4 separate regions of the Mus musculus genome follow, and regions 2, 3 and 4 are each linked to region 1. The links are chromatin contacts, called in public Hi-C maps. All regions are on one chromosome and are shown on one strand. Each heading gives the region's core, a stretch centred on a gene start, on an enhancer-like site or on the middle of the called end of the contact. The rest is flanking DNA. Distances are from core to core; before and after follow the strand shown.

Evidence for each region. Hi-C and Micro-C count contacts between places; a contact is called where the count stands out from the background.
Region 2: a contact with region 1 is called in a Hi-C map of the N1E-115 cell line, with 3 times the contacts expected there. The contact joins two enhancer-like sites. A contact is called at or near these places in 4 of 484 Hi-C or Micro-C datasets (the G1E-ER4 cell line, the N1E-115 cell line, olfactory sensory neurons and 1 more) and 3 of 115 datasets of contacts at active chromatin or transcription factors (embryonic stem cells, fibro-adipogenic progenitors and pancreatic cancer cells).
Region 3: a Hi-C map of cortical neurons shows a contact between it and region 1, with 1.7 times the contacts expected there. The contact joins the promoter of 4933433G08Rik here to the enhancer-like site in region 1. A contact is called at or near these places in 2 of 15 datasets of contacts at CTCF or cohesin (large pre-B cells and pro-B cells), 9 of 484 Hi-C or Micro-C datasets (the N1E-115 cell line, bone marrow-derived macrophages, cerebellar granule neurons and 5 more) and 4 of 115 datasets of contacts at active chromatin or transcription factors (embryonic basal ganglia, embryonic stem cells and large pre-B cells).
Region 4: a contact with region 1 is called in a Hi-C map of the N1E-115 cell line, with 6 times the contacts expected there. The contact joins two enhancer-like sites. A contact is called at or near these places in 1 of 15 datasets of contacts at CTCF or cohesin (large pre-B cells), 43 of 484 Hi-C or Micro-C datasets (B cells, the C2C12 cell line, the CH12 cell line and 29 more), 14 of 115 datasets of contacts at active chromatin or transcription factors (T-cell acute lymphoblastic leukemia, bone marrow-derived dendritic cells, bone marrow-derived macrophages and 7 more) and 1 of 9 other capture datasets (embryonic stem cells).

What each region holds. Positions count from the first base shown.
Region 1 is chr9:61,275,852-61,279,243 of GRCm38.p6, reverse strand. All of the region lies in intron 3 of B930092H01Rik (RIKEN cDNA B930092H01 gene), which reads left to right. Among named protein-coding and RNA genes, the nearest start is that of Gm51681, 6.0 kb to the left of the region's middle. Within about 2 kb of position 1,438, at least 130 of the 459 cell types and tissues checked have an H3K27ac peak or open chromatin away from gene starts, as enhancers often do. A contact at or near this core is called in the N1E-115 cell line, T-cell acute lymphoblastic leukemia, bone marrow-derived macrophages and 5 more, where this site is marked.
Region 2 is chr9:61,433,902-61,437,351 of GRCm38.p6, reverse strand. No RefSeq gene overlaps it. Among named protein-coding and RNA genes, the nearest start is that of Gm34322, 7.1 kb to the left of the region's middle. Within about 2 kb of position 2,086, at least 131 of the 459 cell types and tissues checked have an H3K27ac peak or open chromatin away from gene starts, as enhancers often do. A contact at or near this core is called in the N1E-115 cell line and uterus, where this site is marked.
Region 3 is chr9:61,104,066-61,107,705 of GRCm38.p6, reverse strand. It overlaps 4933433G08Rik (RIKEN cDNA 4933433G08 gene), which reads left to right and starts at 2,320. Exons shown (of 2, transcript NR_105026.1): 1 at 2,320-2,552; 2 at 3,082-3,640. All of the region lies in intron 2 of Gm34004 (a long non-coding RNA gene), which reads right to left.
Region 4 is chr9:61,068,220-61,071,928 of GRCm38.p6, reverse strand. No RefSeq gene overlaps it. Among named protein-coding and RNA genes, the nearest start is that of Gm34004, 12 kb to the left of the region's middle. Within about 2 kb of position 2,083, at least 12 of the 459 cell types and tissues checked have an H3K27ac peak or open chromatin away from gene starts, as enhancers often do. A contact at or near this core is called in the N1E-115 cell line and T-cell acute lymphoblastic leukemia, where this site is marked.

The DNA of each region.
Region 1 (3,392 bases), core at 189-2,688:
GGGCTCTGCCTGCTGCCTGCTGACAGGACCCAATTAGCATCCTTCTGAGAGGCTGGCAAAGCAAACAAAGAGGAGAGGGATCCCCAGGAGAGAAGACCCTGACAGTGCAGGTCCTGAAGGCCCGAACACAGGCCTTGGACTCAGCCCAGCCTGGAATCCCAGAGCTCCACTTTGCAAGCCCTGTGACTCAAGATAGCGCAGTGGCTTGTTGGAGAAGCAGGTCTGTTTGGGCTTCAAAATTAAGTAAGAATGAGATTTATGAAAGCCATTGAAAGGACGAAAATACGGAATTCACTGGGACCTCCCTGGCGCCAGGCTGCAGATATAATCTGTAGCTCAGGGCATGGGGGGGGGGGGAGGTACTGAGTCTGGGATCTGTGTTTAAGTCTCTGCGACTGGCTGGTGCACCCCTGAAGACGAGTCTCACCTCTCTTGGTGTCTTCATCTGTATCCTGAAAACACTTACAGTGTTTCCCCCAAAGGAATGAAAGAGAAAAGTGAAACTGCCTGGCTGGGAGGGGGGTGGGACTGTGACTCAGAGAGGGTGGCACTACTTTTCTCAGCGCCCAAGTGACTGCCTCAGGTGTGTGTCACCATGCCACCTTGGGACAGCCTGACCAGGTTTAGAGGGGTGGCACTTCCAAGTCCTGGATGACCCACAGCAGCCCGCCTGCCCAGCGGTTAGCTCAGGAAAGCCTCAAATTATACAATTTATGAAACTCGATCCAGTTTTCCGTCTGGAACGTGTGATTAGAAAGATTACACATTGCCTGTTGCAATTATGGTAATGTTGATGTGTGGACAGATAACTGGCAGCGGAGCTGTTCTCAGCCATCTATTTATAGGCTCGGATTCTTGCTATCTCAAGGCAGACATATGGGCCATGAAGGCAGGCGACAAAAAAAAAAAAAAAAAAAAAAAAAAAAAAAAAGCCAGGAGGGGGAGCGTGAGCCTCCCTCGGAATGAAAAGACACCAAAGGAAGCCGTAATTAGGGCTGGGACTGGCTTATGTAAATCAGGTAATACTTTCAAAACAGACACGAGATCCGGTTTTAATAAAGCACATTGGAACAAATGGCGGAATAATGACTTTAATAAATCTAAATACAAATATTTTGTTTCGTCTCCAAAATGAACAGCCCTGGCATCTGCCGAGCTTGGGCCCGGGCGAGGGGCGGCGCTCAGTGTTACTGCATTCTTACGCTCCCTCAGCAGGCTTGAGGATTTTAATTTTTAGCCTTCTGCTAAATTACACGGGCTGTCAGTCAACTGTGGGAGATATTTTGAGTAGCGAGATTTATACAAACACACAGAGCACACTCAGAAGGCTCTGCACAATATCTTTTACACCAACCCAGCATGTAAATCACAGGTTGTTCCGGGCCTTGAATTACAGCTTTTCTGGAGATAGACTGCAGAGACATCATTCACCAGTAGGAGGGATCTGGTGGCACTTTCTCGATGCCCTTCTCACCCCAGTGTGAATCAGAGGCTGACTAGGAGAGTGTTCTTTTGCACTTCCCACCCCAGCTCTGCTGCCTGCGCCTGCGGTTGTTGATCCATGAGGCAAAGAGGCTGCCCGTGTGTGCTCTGATTAGTTAAATAATGTTGTCCTGGACACAGACCGATCTCTTCAAGTGAATAAGACTAGGCATGATGGCTCGTGCCTATAATTCTAGCACTTGGGAAGCAGAGGCTAGGTGCTAGAGGATCTCAAGTTGGAGTTCAGGCTGTGATATAAGTGAGTTTAAGGGCAGCCTGGACGACTTCTTGTATGCTGATGGACAGCTCTGCGGTAGGCAGTCCTGTGAGCATCACTTCCTCTGGTCTTCACTATACCTAAACACCCATGCTTCACTCACTGACATTTTATGTGATATATTGTTCTTCTTTACTTAATAGAACTAGGTTTTGTTTTATGTATGTATTTCTCATGCTATTTTAAACTACTGTCCTCAAGTCTATGGATTCTTTTTTTCAACAGTTTTTTTTTTCTTCTTCTTCTTCTTTTTTTTGTTCTTCAAGACAGGGTTTCTCTGTGTAGCTCTGGCTGTCCTGGAACTCACTCTGTAGACCACGTTGGCCTTGAACTCAGAAATCCACCTGCCTCTACCTCCCAAGTGCTGGGATTAAAGGTGTGCCTCACCACTGCCCCGCCAAATCTATGGATTCTTAATATAAAGGCAACACACATTTCAAATATGTCTCTACCCACAAGGTTTTGAGTGGTCCAATGATTCCGCTTACGGAAGTTTGTTCCTCAGAGTAGTAATGTTGGAAGGTGATGGAACCTTCAAGAAGCGGGGCCTCCAGAGGTAATTTATTAGGTTATTAGGTCCTGGAAAGGGTCTAATGGCATCCTCATGGAGTTAGTTCTCTAGAGAGGACATTCTTAGAAAAAGAACAGGACCACCCACTCCACTCCTTAGCTTTCTGATTTGCCACTCAGGCTCTCTGTCTTGCATGCACTCTCGCCATGACACCCTTTGCCATGATGATATAGCCAGGGAAGCCCGGGACAGAACCCTCATCATGCTGGTTGTACTTCCTAAGTATACTTCTTCTCTGTGTATATTACTCCCCTCCCCCACCCCAGGTATATTGTAGCAATGGAAAAAAAAAGCCCAATACTACACACATGGGAACTAGGATTAATGGCCTGTATTTGGGAAGAGCTAGCCTTTATTCTGTCACATTTTGTTTTGTGTTTTTAAACAGACAAAGGTTGTGATGGCAATGTTCTTAAGCAGCCAAAATAGAAATCTGGTGACCTTATGCCACTCTCGTAGAGGCCTGTGAAATCCAGCAGCCAGGCCTCACTCACCCATATCCTCATGTGATTAGAGTTTCTGCACTGCAGGGCAGGGCTGAAGGCATTCAGCTGTTTCTCCTCACCTACATCTATTCACAATCCCCTCTCTACTCATTTCTTCTCTCTTGTTTAACCAGTTCTTTATACATTTGTATAACTGTCCATGCATCCATCTCTCCACCTATCATTCCATTAATCCACCCATCCACTATGCATGCACGCATCCACCCACCCACTTATCCTTCCATTCATCCACACACCCATTAATCCCAGCCACCTGCCCACTCATCTATCCATCTATTCACCCATCTATCTATCCACCCATCCACTCATCCACTATACATCCATTCATCTACCCACCCATCTATCCACCCATCCATCCACCCATCCTTCCATTCATCCTTCCACTCACCATCCATCCATCCATCCATCCAATCCATCCATCCACCCTTCCGTTCATCCATACACCCATTAATCCCACCCACTTACCCACTCATCCACCCACCCATCTACCTATCCTTCCATTCATCCACCCATCCACTATCCATCCACTTATCCATCCACTTATCCATCCATCCAT
Region 2 (3,450 bases), core at 837-3,336, 160 kb before region 1:
GGAAATGTGGCTGTTTGGGAACAAACATGAACTAGGTGTCCCAGTGCCTAGCCCAGCACACAGGATGTGTGTCACTGTATCTTTATTTACTTGTGGGAATTTTCTGGTTCTGGATTTGAGGAAAGAAGGACTGGGAAACACAGGACATGTACGCCTAGTTGGTACCCCTTGTGCCCACAGAACATGAAGGCTGGTAACTGCTTCAGCTTCCCCAGACAACAACAAAAGGAGCTTTTCATCCTAGACATGGGTGCTTCATCAAAAGAGAAGGTTCAAGGCCCAGAAAACCCTAAAACCTGGGTTACGCGCTCACAAAGAACACTTCGCCAAAGTAATCATTGTTTGCTGAGAAGCCGGTCTCCAAAGGGCACTTGACATGCCTTCCCGAGAGGTACTCCAAGAACAAGCATCATGGCTTGCTGAGAGGGCGGCTTGCAGCAGGCAACCAGACTCACAAGCTCCACTTGGTGAAAATGATGAGGGATGAAGGGGCCAGGGGCTTGGAACTGGCCAGCACCTCTGCTGGTACCTAGCTTTCAAAGCACAGGTTTCATGAAGCTGAACATCTAGTATGAACTAGTCTAGTCTGTGGGTGCAGAAGAAAAGCAGGAAAAAAAGGGGGGCATAGCCCATACACAGTGCCTACACTATAGGGCTCAGTGGGTACATCTCTATGAAGAAGTATTATTTAAGTATTGTAAATCTTATTTATTTGTAAATATCCCTATAAAATGTAAATACTACATTTTTATATAAAATTCTCATCACTTGATAGAAAGTAAAAGCTGTGCTAGGATGTAGCTGTGTGGCACTTGTGGATCAGGAGCTAATGGTCAGCACTCACAGAGTGAATTCAAGGCCTGCATGGATTGCAGGAGACCGTCTCAAAAACAAAACTAAACAAAAACAGAAAAAACAGAGAAAGTGGGGTGGGCCAGGGAGAGAAGGGTAAACCCTGCTACAGGGAAGAGTGGAAAACGCATCAGGTGACCTCTGACTTCTGAGCTCATCACTGTAGAGCAGAGCTCCCAGGCTCTGGGCAAATATGGAAAGGAGCCATGTGGAGCTTGCATGTGATCCTGTCTGCTGGCCTCCAGCCCACTGCTTCTCATATTAGGGTGACCAGGATCTGCCCCACAGGACCATGGCCTGGCACAGAGATTCATATCCTTTCTTTCCTCCATTGTCCCCTGGGGGTAATCCCTACCAGTCTCTGGTGACTGCTCTGTCCCTTGTCATCACTGAGTCTCTGGATGTAATGAAGTGGCATCAGCTATTGGTATAGTGTCAGAGCTGAAAGGACACCTTAAAAAGATCCTCTCACCCTCCCCGACAGATGGAACAGCAAATTATGTAGGGCCCTCCCTGTCTTAGTTTCTTTTCCTGTGACTTTGATTAAAAAATAGAAACTCTGAAAAAAGCAATGTAAAGGAAAAGGGCTTTATTTCAGCTTACAGTTTCAGGTTATAGTTCACGATGACAAAAGAGACATGAAGAAGCCGGAGTGGCAGCTGGTCACACTGTATCTACAGTCAGGAAGCAGAGAGCAATGGATGCTAGTCACACTGTACCTGCAGTCAGGAAGCAATGGAGGCTGGGGCTCAGCTCACTTTCTCCTTTTTATAGAGTCCGGGATCCTAGCTCATGGGAATGGTACCACCCACAGTGGGCAGGGTTTTCCATCTCAATTAGCCTAATCAACAGAATTCCCCTTAGTCATGCCCAGAGGCCCATCCCAGGTGATTCTAGATTCTGTCAAGTTGTCAACTGAGATTAACCATCACAGCTGCGCTCCAACTCAGCCAGCGGCAGCAGAACTCGGGGATGCTCATTACCCCTGGTTTCCTGGAAGAGATAAACCTTAAGCTCTTGCTTCTCTGTGTAGAGGGGGTCTGGAGAAAGTGCGGAGGGAGAAATGCCTAATGTTTCAGAGCAGAGTCATTTGTCATTTGCATGCTGAGTGCCCTACCCTAAGCAGGCTCAGCAAGAGGTTGCAGCTGGGCAGCCAGCCTTCCAGCTGTGTGAAGTAGGAGGGGGCGGGACACACAGCCTCTGAGCCTAGGCTGACAGCTCTGGAGAGTGCCCCTCCCACAGCAGAGTTGGTGCAATAGGTCTTGTGATGAGGACTCACTCAGACTTCACTACAGCAGTATGGGGGAGAGCAGCAACTGTAACTCCTCTCATGTTTTTTAAAGTCTGAAAAGCTGGGCAGTCTGAGCATGTCTTTAGTCCCAGTACTTGAGAGGCAAAGGCAGGCAGATTCCCCTGGTCTACAGAGCGAGTTCCAGGATAGCCAGGGCTGCACGGAGAAACCCTGTCTCAAAAACAAAACAAAGCAAAGCAAAGCAAAGCAAAGCAAAGCAAAGCAAAGCAAAGCAAAGCAAAGCAAAGCAAAGCAAAGCAAAGCAAAGCAAAGCAAAGCAGAACAGACATCTAAAGGCTGACTCTGTAGCTCAGAGAGTATGTGCCTAGCATCCCCCTGCACCCCCAGCATGGCATAAATCCAAGGTAATGGTACATGCCTATGATCTTGGCACTTGGAAGGTAGAGGAACAGAGATGTTAGAGTCATCCTTGGCTACATAGTGAGTTCAAGAATAGCCTGGGCTAGAGATTCTATTTTTTTTTAAATGAATTTTTTTTTTTTTTAAAGCCATGAACTCTGAAAGAATACCAAAATGAAGAGGACAGCAGTTTGACTATAACCCTGTGTCTGGGACACAGTGGCCTCTATCATTGTCACTCTTTTTCTTCTTGTTTATCTATATCTCCCCAATTCTCCACAGTCTGAATTCATTGTCATTTCAAATTGATAATACAGTAAAGCACAAGGTATGCACACACTGTGGGGATAGCCACCTCCATACTGGGGAAGAAAACTGAAGGCGGGCAAAGCCCGGGACTCAAGTCTGAGGCCCGGAGGGAGGCAATGCCCCCTCTGTGAGTAGTGCAGATCCCTGCCTGGACCGCCCAGCTCACTGGCTTGTTCCGGCTGTGCCTGGCTCAGACAATGTGAATGCACAATCATTCATTATAACTCAATTACAGTGATTAAAGCTGGTGGCATGCAGAGGCAGGAGGGAGTGTTGCCAACAAAATTTACACTCCGTGTCATCAGCAAGAGATAACAGCAGCTGACAGCCCGCTGCCTCCCCTGCCATCTGCTCAGCCTGGCCGCCTGAGGGGCAAGAGCAGCCGCTGTGCTCACGGTGGCCTAGAGTGCTGAGATGAGCCGCCTTGGGGCTGGGCTAGGACTTGAGCGGGGTGCCCATGGGTGTAAGGCAAATGGGGGCCTGGGCCCCTCCACACAGCTGATCTGACATCCAGCATGCAGAATGGGGTTGTGGTAGAGCAGAACTAAGGCTGTTCTGGGGTTTTTGTCTATGGTGGCACAGGTTGGCTTTCTGAGATCTGGTTTCCCCTCCATGTTCTAGGAGGGAAACTGAGGCAC
Region 3 (3,640 bases), core at 1,071-3,570, 170 kb after region 1:
GCTTGCTGTCTCCCTTCTCCTTCAGGCTGGACCCCAGCCGGGGGCATGGTGGCATAATGTGTGCCCTTGCCGCCTCAATTAACTTAATCCAGAAACTCCCTCAAAGACATGCCCAGAGCCTGCTTCCAGAGTCGAGCTAAGCCATGTCAAGCTGACGATGAAGATCAGTTGTCACAGTCTGAGTTGGTGGCTTTCCGGGTTTGGAAGTAGAGTGGGATTAACAGCAAAGGGTCACAAGGAAATTTTTCAGGGAGAGAAATGCTCTGCTGTGGGTGGTTATAGTAACAGTAGTTTGTTTTGTGTGTGTGTGTGTGTGTGTGTGTGTGTGTGTGTGTGTGTGTATTTAACAGTGGTGATATGTACACAGTCAGGAGTCAACAACATTTGAAATGTGTGAATTTTACGAATGGAAAGTACACTTCAATACTTCAATAATTTGGTTAACAATAAAGGGCTGATGTCATGGCCAAAGGGGCTTCCCACAAAGCCTGAGGACTGTCTATCTGACCCACAGGATAGAAACTGAGTAGCAATTCTTGGGAGTTGTCTTTTGACTTTCACCCAGAAGAGGTGTGTGTGTGTGTGTGTGTGTGTGTGTGTGTGTGTGTGTGTGTGTGTGTTTGTGTGTGTGTGTGTGTGTGAGAGAGAGAGAGAGAGAGAGAGAGAGAGAGAGAGAGAGACATAAAATAAATCTAAAAAAAAAAGTATAGTCAAGCTGGGCAGTGGTGGCGCATGCCTTTAATCCCAGCACTCGGGAGGCAGAGGCAGACGGATTTCTGAGTTCAAGGCCAGCCTGGTCTACAAAGTGAGTTCCAGGACAGCCAGAGCTACACAGAGAAACCCTGTCTCGAAAAACCAAACCAAACCAAACCAAACCAAAAAAAAAAATATATAGTTGAAACAAAATTTACTATTCAGACACTCAATTTTCAGCTCAAAGTTCAGAAAGGCAACATCACAGTTAGTGACCATTACAAAATCAAATGTTTATGTGTATGATGGGCATGGGTGTTTTGCCCAAATGTGTGTCTGTGCACTGTGTAGGTACCTAGTGTCTGAGGCCAGAAGAGGGCATCAAATCCTTTGGAACTGAGACTAGAGATGGGTATGAGCAGCTGGGGATAGAATCTGGGATCCTGGAAGAGCACTCAGCTCTCTTAACTGCAGAGCCACCTCTTCCAGCACCTGGTGGCCATTTTTTAAAAAGTGACCACAAAATAAATCCCCATCAGCAAGCAAGATTCACTTACATGCACCCACACGAGATGAGAGCCAGTTATTAATAAGATTAATTTATATGTACCCACATGAAATGAGAGCCAGCTATTAATAAGCTAACTTGTGTGCATCTTAATATTATTTCTGTGAAAAAAGCACATATGTTCTTAAATGCAGTCAATAAATAAATCAAGAAAGTACACAGATGCATCCACTGAGGACTTCCCTGGGAAGGAACTGGTGCCGCAAAGTGGGGGGACACCACAAGAACTTTAATCTCATGCTTTCTTCACGCTATCTTATCTTTTTATGAGTGTGATTTAGTTTTGGAATTAAAAGTTTCAAAAACAAAATCAGCTCATCCCACTCCTTTGTTCCGAGCCATTCTCTGAGTCATCTCTGCTCACGAGAGCATGGTTCTTAGTTTGGCAGGCAGAGCGCTCCGTGCTCCACTTTAGTTCAGCAGCCTGCTCAGTCTCTATGGGGGCACTGTTTCCACGGGGGTCTCCTGGTTCATTCTCACAGCCTCCTGTGAAGTGAGCCCAGAGGCCTACCTGCCGCTGCAGCCCTAGTGCCAGACGCAGAGTCTGGCCCGTGGTGAGTGCCCCAGCATCAATAGCAGAGTTACCAGAACACCTCACATCACTTTCTATTGCCAACCTCAGATTCTGAGTAATCTCACCTTTCGGATCCACCCTGTGAGGGCACAACCATCAAATGAGGAAGTGGGAAGAGAGAACGAGATGCAAGGATGATAGAGACAACAGCCCTACCCTTGTGGCTGTGGAAGCTGAAGGTCTTAATTATGGGAAATAGAGCTTCCTAACCAGGCCACGTCTCCTGGGCATCTGCCGAGCACGACATGGCTAGAGAGGGTCACACCAGGATGACCTGGGGCCTGTGTGGCCAGGCTTTCCTGTTTGCTCTGACATTCTCCCTTGTCCTGCATTTCTAAAGACCCCCTGTGAGGCCTCTAGCCACTAAGATCTCTGGATATTAGCCACAGGCTTCTCTTCTTTCCTCCTTAAATACAATTCCAGAATCTTCTTTGTCCCTATTCCAAATTCTATTGCCAAATCTAGAATCTGGGAGAACAGCACTCAATCCAAGGGCATCTTTGCTTAAACAGAGTGACTTTCCCATGGCAGTGAGCAGAAATTTCTGCGTGTCTGTCCATTCTCTTGTTTTCTCCATGGATACAAGGTGTAACTGACTAACTGACCACAGCAGCTCACAGTGCTAACCACTGAGCAACAGCATTTGATGAGCTGAGTTGTGTGGCTAGCTTGCTACCACCAGGCCCCAAGTCCTGAGCCCCAAAGGAAAGGGAAAAGGTAAATGCTTTCCATATACATCCTCCCTCAGTTGAAAGGCTGAGAGCGCCCAGACCACAATTGGAGTGATGGCCTTAGCCCAATACAGACAGAAGATCCCCAGCTAGGGCCTATGTCTTGAGCTGCACTGGCTGACTGCTGCTTCTAGGCGACTCTTCTCACTACTTCAGACCATACTCCTGGGAATACTAAGGAAGAAGGATTGTGGGAATGTCACAGAGATGTACAGACAGAGGCGGGAGTAAGGTTTCAAGACCTAATAATTTATGGACATAGAAATCTAGATGCTCGGGAGGAAGACATTTAATAAATCCATCCCCGTCAATACTATACAAGACCGGATTAGAAGCTGTCCCTCCAGAGAAGTATGGGGCAGGGACCACCTGGGGGCTTGATTGCTAGGGATCAAATGAAGAAAGTCTCAGGCACGAGGCACACCAGGGCCAGGTGGGGAGCCTGGGAAAATGACCAAGAACGGGACATCAGGACTAGAACATGTTAGTAACAGGAAACAACTCGGTCTTTTCAGATAACACTGCGACAGACAGAAGAACACAGCGGAAGTTAACAAGTGCCTCTTCCAGCACAGTATCTCCCTCTGAAGCTTCCCACCCCTTCAGAGGACAACTGTGCAGAAGCCCACAGTGGGCCTCTGTAACAGCCAGTCCCAGTGCCTAGGTAAACCAAGCACCAGGCTGAGCATGCCTGGGCACCTTCTTGTCATGTCTTATTTACCATGAGCAGTGAAACAAGGGCTCTTGCCATTCCTACCTGTTGGGTGTGAAACAGAACCCACAATGTTGAACGACTTACCCAAGGTCACACGGCCAGCCAGAGAGGAGGTGCTAACTCAGATGCATTCAGGTGTGTTGGAGAGACACGCTCCCCACGTGATCATGTCTGAAAGGTGAAAGGCCCTGGTAGGAATCAAGAAGATGACAGTATAAACGTGCAGATTGGCAGCCTAGACAGGCTTGAGGGACATCTAACCCAGCAAGGTCATGAATGTTAGCATTGTAAGGTCAAGACAGAGCATGGTTGCTTATATTCTCACATCAGCTCTTTTGAAAAGGGACTAAAAAGTTCAG
Region 4 (3,709 bases), core at 834-3,333, 210 kb after region 1:
CCCCCTCATCTCACTCTTCAGGGATCTTCGGTCATGTCTCTGCTTACGTCCCTCAAGGCTGAAGTTGGGTCTTTTACTCTATAAATACTTCTTACCTCATCTAGGGCTGAGCAAGCCTTTAGCACGTTTTTATATGATTGGGGATTAAGGAATGGAGCCTGGTCTACATATCAAGTACCAGGACAACCAGGGCAACACACAGAGACCCTGTCTCAAAAAAAAAAAAAAAAAAAAAAAAAAGACAAAAATCAAAAGAATGACAACAGGATTCCTAACAAATACATGTATGGATGCATTCAAACGTGAATAGATGGTCGGGTTGATCCAATACATGCACAAATGCATGAATGGATGCACAGAAGGGCACATGCACACATTCCTGAATGGGTAGATGAATAGACAGATAAATGGCACTCATATGCACAGATACATCGATGGACGGTTAGAACTATTTAGAAATCTTTTGCTCTTGAATTGTCAAAACGGGCTAAAACTGGATTCCCCTGTAACTGCTGTTTGAAGTCACCGAGGTAGGGCCAGATTTAAAAAGCTCCAGCCAATTTATCCAATATCACAAATGAGTACAAATGACAAAGTTCCCCTAAAGTCCAGAGATCCAGATGGGTGTCTGCTTCTGGCCAAACACGCATGATATATTCTTCTTAATAAAGCCAGCCTCGTGTCCTCAAATTATCCAAGGAATACATTTGCCCACCCACAGCGGTGGGGGAAGCGATTACTTATTAATAAGGCAATAGCTAAATCTAATTATATCCCCATCAGAGGCAGCTGGTAATAAAACCCGGCTGGTCTTCCAGAGCTTGGTGACCTCGCTGACCTCAAATCAAAGTTTAAACCATCCTTCAGCTTCCCCTGCACCCCCAGCACACCTCCCAATTACGAGCACCCTGGTGCCTCTGTCTGCCAGGGGTCAGAGGTCGCCGCATGCACTAGCTGGCTGGGAGCGGGGATGGGACTTTAGAAATCTCATTATCCTGTTAACCATACATTTATCTGACAAGATAAAAGAGACTAGGTGACCAAGCTATCATTAAAGATTAATAGAAAGTATAAAAAATTCAGCTGCAACGAGCATCACTGTTTAGGGCTTGTGATCGGCCTGACAGGGTTATTAATCAGGGAGCCAAAAAGATTTAGGTCTTTGCTCTTGATATTTTTCTATTTTTATTTTCAGGGTTTTTTTTTTTCCCTCCCTTCTGTCTTAAGTCATTACCTTGTCTCCTACCACCTCAAACCGGAGGTCAGAGGAAGCTGCTGTTAATTGGTTCTTCTGTGTTTTTTTTTTTTTTTTTAAATCACAACCCACTGGGCCAATTATAAAATTGCCAGGACTCGGAAGGATGCTAGTGGACTGGGACAGGGATTCAAGCTGCCTCCCTGAGCTGCGCCCCCCTCCTCCAGTGCCAGGCCTGTTTGTTGGCAGGGAAAATCGATATGTTTTTAATTTAATTCAGTCCTGGAAGGCACACCCAAGCCCCAAGACGCCCTCTCCTCATTCGTGATTCCATTTCAATTTTACATGAAAAGATTTTCCAGCCCACGCCTACGGAGGCATCAGAGGGCAGGATCCTCCTCATCATCTTTTTTTTAAGGCATAGGGAATCTTTTTTATTCTTTCTGATACTATCTCTTAGCGCCCACCCACCCCTGCTGCCCTGCATCTCCCCCGCATCCTCCTCCTTTTTGATCATAAATCAATGTCTTTTTCCTGGGCTGCCCTGAGAGACGCCAGCGCCGATGAAAACTGAGCTGATTCTCCACTGCCACCCTAGGCCCAAGGCAAAGAGAAAGGGTGGGGAGAGAGGATGTCCAGAGCCCCCAAAGCTTCCCTGGGCTCACACAAGGCTCAGAAGTCTGTGCTGGGAGCCATGCTGGCCAAAGCTCTGCAGGGTTCTGGGATCAAGTGCCCAGAACTGAGCCCTGGGATGTTGGTGCAGTTTTCCAGAATTCTCCACTGCTGCCTAGTGACATCAGGAGATTCGACTAGGCTGGCTGAGCTACTGCCTAAGTTGGATAATGGGGACCCACCCCCTCGCTCTGTGACAGGCTGTTTGAAGATCAAATGGAATCCCTAAGAGCAGTAGTCTATTGTAATCGCTTCCTGCTGCATTTCCGTTTCCTCCCCCAAGCCGTTAAAGCTAATCTGATAGATCAATTAAGGGTAAAATGTGATTGGCTGACCTCTGGATAGCTGCCAGAGTTCAAGGACAACATTTTATTCCAGTGTAAGCGTTGTGCCCATCACCCACCAACATGTCCTCCCTCCAAAGCAATGATTCGCGTGCATCTTCCCAATAGGAGGAGCTGTTCTTGCCTCCAGGAGCACAGCTTATATACTAGGGGATAAACCAGGGAATGTTCTCATTAGGGTCAAAGGTCAGAGTTGAGCACATAAGGCTCAGGATCCAGTCCAGGAAGCCAAGGTATATGGAATAGAATGGGGAAAAAAAATAGGAAAAAAAAAAGCTCAGGATGGAAAGAGGAGTTCAGGCTAGGTCAGAAGTGGCTCAGGCTGTGCAGTGAGAGAAGTCCTTCAGACCTTGAAAAAGATTGTGTCTGCAGCTCCGAGGCTCAGGGCCAGACCTGATGGTTTCTGGGTCTGGCAGCTCTAGACACTGTAAATCAATCTGTCAGTCCAGAGCTGGTGAGCGTGGCGTGGAAAGAATGCTTCCTTCCTCTGGAAAACCACACAGGTGGGGAAGAGGGAAAGTAGGTTGTGGGAAAGACGTTGAGCAGGAGAGCAGCATGGGAAGAGCAGCACTGGGAAACGTCACATTTCTGGACACAAACTTCCAGTGACGTCATGCTGAAAACAGGGAAAGGAAGAGGGAGGGATGGACCTAGAAGCCCTAGGGAGGGTGGCCATGCACCTGTCCAGGGAGGACTCAGCCAAGGCCATGCTGGGACAGTGACACTAGAGGATAGCAGGCCTAGGGAGAGCTGGATGTGGCAGCAGATCCGCTGACTGAGTGACTCCATTTTACACCATCATCTCAGACAAAGATCTATCCCTGCCTCGAAGGAGATGGGGATGCACGGGGCTGGACAAGCAGGAGCTGGGGTGTCGGGGTGCCCAGTGTCAGGACACCACAGCTGCTTCTCACCTTTCTCCCCCACCTCCTCACACTGGCCCCAACTGAAAACATGTGGGATTTATTTTGGAAGTTCTATTGGCTAGTGACTTACTAAGGTGTGTCTCGGGGTCATAATTACAGATGAAGATGTTCCCTTAAGCATTAGGGCTCTTGTTGGAAGACTGAGCATCAGAAAACAGAAGCTGAGATAGACATGTGAGCAGACCTCACAGAGAGACAGCGTCATCAGCTACCTCCAATACCTGGAGGACTCTGGAGCCAAGAAAGGCATCCTGGGATGGAATGTGCATCCTGGGGGCTGTGGGTGCATGTGTATAGATTTTGTCTGTTTTTTGTGTTGAAGAGAGTAAAGCAGAAGTGTCTATAAAGAGCCTACTGTGTCTTCTATAAAGAGCCTACTGTGTCTAGGTAGGTGCTTTGCTCATGCTCTTACATATTCTTTAACTATCAGTGGGGTTAAACAGTTGTACCATGGGAACTGTTCAACTGTGATCAGGCAGTTTTCTCTTGTCCTTGGCAAAGCTAGTCATTAAACATTAGCCAGCAGCCGGGCATGGTGGCACACACCTTTAATCCCAGCACTCGGGAGGCAG